Linked DNA regions of Danio rerio: region 1 is linked to region 2. A link is a contact called in public Hi-C data. All regions are on one chromosome and are shown on one strand. Each heading gives the region's core, a stretch centred on a gene start, on an enhancer-like site or on the middle of the called end of the contact. The rest is flanking DNA. Distances are from core to core; before and after follow the strand shown.

What was found. A called contact is a pair of places that touch in the nucleus more often than the background predicts.
Region 1: a Hi-C map of embryo shows a contact between it and region 2, with 3 times the contacts expected there. The contact joins the promoter of syne2a here to the enhancer-like site in region 2. A contact is called at or near these places in 2 of 18 Hi-C or Micro-C datasets (both in embryo) and 1 of 4 datasets of contacts at active chromatin or transcription factors (caudal fin).

The regions. Positions count from the first base shown.
Region 1 is chr20:24,351,798-24,354,759 of GRCz12tu, forward strand. It overlaps syne2a (spectrin repeat containing, nuclear envelope 2a), which reads right to left and starts at 1,252. Exons shown (of 98, transcript NM_001365331.1): 1 at 1,111-1,252.
Region 2 is chr20:24,556,740-24,559,734 of GRCz12tu, forward strand. No RefSeq gene overlaps it. Among named protein-coding and RNA genes, the nearest start is that of nmu, 34 kb to the right of the region's middle. Within about 2 kb of position 1,707, at least 7 of the 62 cell types and tissues checked have an H3K27ac peak or open chromatin away from gene starts, as enhancers often do.

The DNA.
Region 1 (2,962 bases), core at 2-2,501, 210 kb before region 2:
AAGGGACTAAGCCGAACAGAAAATGAATAAATGCATGAAATAACTGGATATGAGGTGGTGGAAGCTATTCCTGGTGTACAGTAATATTTGTTAATATTAGATCTTTACTGTTGAGCTGGATTGAAGAAATTTGGTAAACTTCTTTGTAAAAATTATGCTGTACACTCATATACTGTATATAATACCACACCTATTAAATGTTTTACAAACATTCTAAATGCATGTAGTCAGTGTGAAATAACTTGAGAGTACAAATACCATTAGCAAGCACTTTCAGTAAAATAATCTGAAACAAATTACTACCTGTAAGCATTGTTAGAAAGCTTAGGGTGAGACACTGTAGAAAAAAATACTAATAATAAATAATAATCAAATCAGTTAAAAATAATACATAATTTTCATGTACCTGTTGATATTGAGATTTTAGGCTTTTCGCATTTCAAATTAAAATGCATACCTTTAAAGGCCTTTTCCAAAATTATATTTTTCCTTCAGCCATAAAAGAGCGTTAAATCTACACTTTATCAGCGCTTACATACACCAAACAATCTGTATTCAGAAGGTTGTTACAGATGTTCATATATAATATGGCTGGTTATACAACATTTATTCTAAGCCAAATTTAAAATGTATCTTTCCAGCTGTAACGTTACTCAGAATTTTCTTTAGTTTCTAAAGAGATCCCCAAATCTCTTCTGCAAAAACCTTCAATGTGTAATTGTCATTGTACTAATAATAAATATCAATATTGATAAAAAACAATGAATGTTTAAATCGGACTACATCCTTTTTTTCTTTTTAAACTGAGAACTTAACAAAAATTAAAATGAATAGAAACACTTCAATGTTCACCTGCAGAGTCTTGCCTTACCTGCTGCAACTTTTACTATCAGCCAAAATCAATAATACTGCACATTTACTGTGTGAATAGTACCATAAAACCATTAATATGATATAATTCTTCTATTTTTTTATTTAAAACATAAACATCTCTAAATGATCTGATACTGTGGTTAACGTTCATGACTTGAAACGCGCATGGCAGCAAGAAGAAGCTGACAGCTCTGCAGTTCATTCATAAAACACAGACAGAAAGTTTTACAAACTCACAATAAGGCTGTCCGCTGTTTGAAGTCGGCAACTATTCCCCTCAACTGTTTCCAAACTGCACCTTTGGAAGCACTGGAGGTCGAAATGAAAACAAACCGTGAACACGGCGTCGCGGCAATGATTTGTTTGAAGGGTTTTTACCCCGCCTTCAGTCCTCTTGAACTTGAACACACACCTTTTCAGTCCTCATGTTGGAATCAGTTCACAGAATCGGTTAGTTTGAACAGAATCTTTGTTTCAAAAAGTTGAATTGTTCGTAAGTGTGGTTTTCTTCTTCCATTTTTGTCTTTTAAAATGCTAGCTAAACGCAGCGTAGCATTGTACTTTTATATGTCTTTCAATAGCCTATATCTCGTCATAACTTTACTCTCAAAGTACGAAATGTCTTGAAAGAATCAAAAGAATCGGTTAAAAAAGCTTTCAATCGCCACATCGAAGGCGCGAAATTCATTTGCACTTGAAACATGTATGCAGTATGAAATATTAAACATGAGCACAAAACGTTTCAGTTTTGTAATCATTATAAGCGTTCAAAAAAACGATAATGCTCAATTAAGGCGCGACAGTGTGCATATACTGTGTGTGTGTGTGTGTGTGTGTGTGTGTGTGTATATATATATATATATATATATATATATATATATATATATATATATATATATATATATATATATATATATATATATATATTGCACTAGCGCAGCTTTCAAATAATTGTTATTAGCATTTTAGAAAAACAAACGGAGACGTGTGTACAGTATGTTTGTGTGTGGTCGTTGTGAGGAATAAGGTTATAAGGTTAAGTGTAGATTTTGCACTTTAGAACACTCATGTCCATGGAAATTCCCCACATTTAAAACAAACGTGCTTGTGTGTGTTTCTGTGGAAAGACTGCCACCTGTTGTCCATGCATATAAAATATCTGATGCATTTATGACAGACACTTGCTTTACTTTACTTTTAAATTTCATATCCAACATTTGATGTTGAATTTTGTCCTGTTTTTAGACAATTTTTTACAATTTTGGACCAATTTTACATTTGAAAATAATATTTTCCCATATTAATCTTTAAAAATCATAACACATTTCTTTCCTTAAAAAGTAAGTAACAATTTAGTTACTAATCAGAAAGAATAAAAGACCCAGGACTGTAATAGACTGTAACACATGTACTTTCCCCAACACTGATCCTGTCCCAGATACCCCTGCTAAAAAATCCAGCTTAAACCAGGTTTGGCTGGCTGGTTTTAGCTAGTCAACCAGCCTGGTTTTAGAGGGGTTTTGGCCAATTCCAGGCTGGTTTCCAGCCATTTCCAGCCTGGTCTTAGCTGGTTAGGCTGGAAAATGACCTGCTAAAACCATCTAAAATCAGCTTGACCCTCTTGGTTTAAGCTGGACATAGGTGGTTTTGGCCGGGCTCCCAGACTGGCTAGGCTGGTCAAGCTGATTTTTTAGTAGGTAAAAAAACATAAATCAATGAAATCACCCATTCTGAGAGGACAATATTCTGCCACAAATAAGTATGTCTGAGGTACAGTAGGATACAAGCAGGAATGAGGAAAGGAGATGCTTTTCATGTCTTGTAGGTGTAATTTATACTTATTTATATTCGTTTTTATTTTGGATGAAAATGTGTACAGCTGTACTGAAGAGTGATTGATGCTGCATCTGCTAAAGCTGGGAACCAGTCCACAAAACACCAGGGTTTCTGTAGAACTTGGGATGACAGGCTCACAGAGTACTGTATATATTTATTCATTGTTTCTCAAAAAACATCATAATAGTTCCCCACCGACATGACAACCTGTAACAACATAATGATGCACTAGAAATGTGCACCTTCTGTTGCG
Region 2 (2,995 bases), core at 457-2,956:
TTACTGATGTTAAAAAGGATCCAAATCCTAGTGATTTTGAAGCCCAACGCAATGTGACCAGAAGTCGCTGTGTACACTTTTTGAGATTTCTCTCACAAGTGCCATTTGAGCCTACTCTTCTCATGTAAATCTACCAGAGACCGCTGCCAACTGATTTTGATCCTGCAATGTGACGGAGGAGTGCGATTTACCCCGCCCACCGAATTGATTGACAGGTGCCATGTCTCCATAATGAACAGAAATTTTTTTGCAAAGAAAATAGGATTAAAACATATGTAACAACTCCCTGTGATCAGCTGCACCTTAATAATTAATAATTAATTTTAAAACAGTACATGTTTGTTATAAAGTAAAATTTCTATGTAATTTTGAACTGCTACAATCACCATGGTGTCAGTAAATGCACATATGTGTTTGTATGTGTGTACTGCATAATGGCATTTGTGTGTGACTCATCATTTCAGAAAGGCTTGAATAAACTCCACAAACCAGAAACACATCAAATAAACTTACTTGGTATTTTTGAATACTGACCTTAATTCAGCTTCATCCGTGTCTGTCTTTGTCACTGACTGCTGTTTATCTGACGTAACGCATGAGAAGCAGACTCACACGCTGGAGTGGTGTGTGGGGAGAAGCAGCTCATTTGGATTTTAAGCCACAGGCAACAAAAACAGCTACATAGCTCTCAGACACCAAAACGGGCAGATTGTACATATAATAAATAATCTGATGGGTATTTTGAGCTGATACTTTACAGACACATTCTGGAGACACCAAAGTCTTATCTTACATCTTGTAAAAGGGGTAAAATAGGTGCCCTTTAAATGTGTTGATGTCATTGGCGCATGAACATTACCTGTTTGTTGTCAAACTATTTCATAACTGTAATAAGAGGCAACTCAAATATGTCTTAACATTAAAACAAATTACATAAAATTATTTATTAACATGTGAACCTTTCTGGATTCATGGAAGCTATGGAAATTAAAGATGTAAAACAGAAAATACAATAGGACTATTGTTATAGTTTACATCCCTCAAAATGGTCTATACACTTCCAGAAATGAAGGTATAAAACGTGTCACTGAGAAATGCCTTTTAAAAAGTTACATGTTTGTACTTAATGAGCCCATATAGGTATATTTTACATATGGGTACCTTAACAATCCAAGAAAAGTGCCTTTTGAAATTATTACTACACTAACACCATTAATGTACCAATATGGACCCAATAGGTACAAATGTGTAAAACAATATTAGCCTGGTTTGGACGCAACATGTTTCCTCTGTAAAAACACAAAATAACATTAAATATAAAATTCAAGCTGATCTAAAAAAACAAACAAACTATACTTTACATTTTAAGAAGGGGTTGCAAAGGCATTCGGTGGCATTTAATGTCTGAAAATGAACAGTTGTCGTAATAAACATGATTCAAATCAGCCAATCTCTTAAAATGCCCTTTGTCTTTGCAAACATGCATTTTTCTGTGGCTTTAGCAAATACCTGCTGGTAATCAGATTTATGGTTGTTTTGCTAATACCCAAACTGGACAGCGTTGATCTCACCGAACGTTGCATTTCACGTGTTTCAGACACACCATGAGCTCTGAAAAACACATACTGAACATACCGATCCACGTTTTGTGTTTCTCCCTGTGCCGTGTACTCAGTGTTTGTGAAGGTTTAAGTCTTGAGCAAGAGCTTGTATGAGAGGTCACTGATAAGAGGAATTCTGGGATATGAACAGAGACCTTTCCACCTCTGCCGGACAGTTATCATTTTCGTGTGTGTTTGATGGGTGATCTGCATCCTGTCAGTTCTCAGGTTGAGCCAAGAATTTTCTACTTATCTTGAACATCTCTTTCCCTGTGTCTTATCCCTTCGCTTTTATCACACTACGCTAAGCTGTAAAAAATGTTATTGCCTAAATCTGAAAAAATAAAATTGCAATTCAAATTCAACTTACATTAAACTTGCTTAAACATAAGTTTGATTATTGATTTTTAAATGTAATATTTTATTAATTTATTTTTATACTTATAATTTTATTAATTTAAATATACAAAAATATTTGTTGTCATGGCGTTGCTATTGATAATATACCTCAAACGTTCTGTAAGAATCAAATTGTTCATAATAAAAACACCATATTTACGCCTTAATTTTTTTGTTGAATTAAATTATTTTTTAGCTTACTTATATCAAACTGACCTGATATTAAGTTCATGTTTGTATAACTAAAAACAGTAGTTGATACCTGATTAACTAATAATAATAATAATAAAAAAAAAGTTGTCTTGATTTTTTTGTCATTTTTTAACAGTGTGTTATTTGATGAATATTTAGAGCATCATTAAAGAATCTCGTTTCAGCTTGGTGTCTCATAACTCTCCTCAAGTGCAGTTGATGAGGTTGATTTGAAATTGTTACAGAAAATTGTACAAATATTTATATGCTGCTCAAAAAATAAAGGGAACACTTGGAGTTACATTGTTTAAGTGTTCCCTTTATTTTTTTAACAGTATTTATTATATTATATTATATTATATTATATTATATTATATTATATTATATTATATTATATTATATTATATTATATTATATTATATTATATTATATTATATTATAGTTTATTATATTATATTATGTTATATTATGTTATATTAAATTATTTTATATTATATCATTTTATGTTAAATGATATTATATTATGATATATTTTATGAAATGATATTATATTTTATGAAATTATATTATATTATACTATATTATATTATGTATAAATAATTATTTTAACTACTCAAATATTATTTAATATTACTTAATTTCATTTCTTAATAATAATTTAATTTTAATTTCTGAAATAACATGGTACTTTATTCTTTTTTTAATTATAATTTTTATAATGAATTCATAGGACAAATTATTCATTAATGAAGGTGAAAAACTGAAAGTTAGTGAGTTATTATATCTCTTTGCAATAACCATAA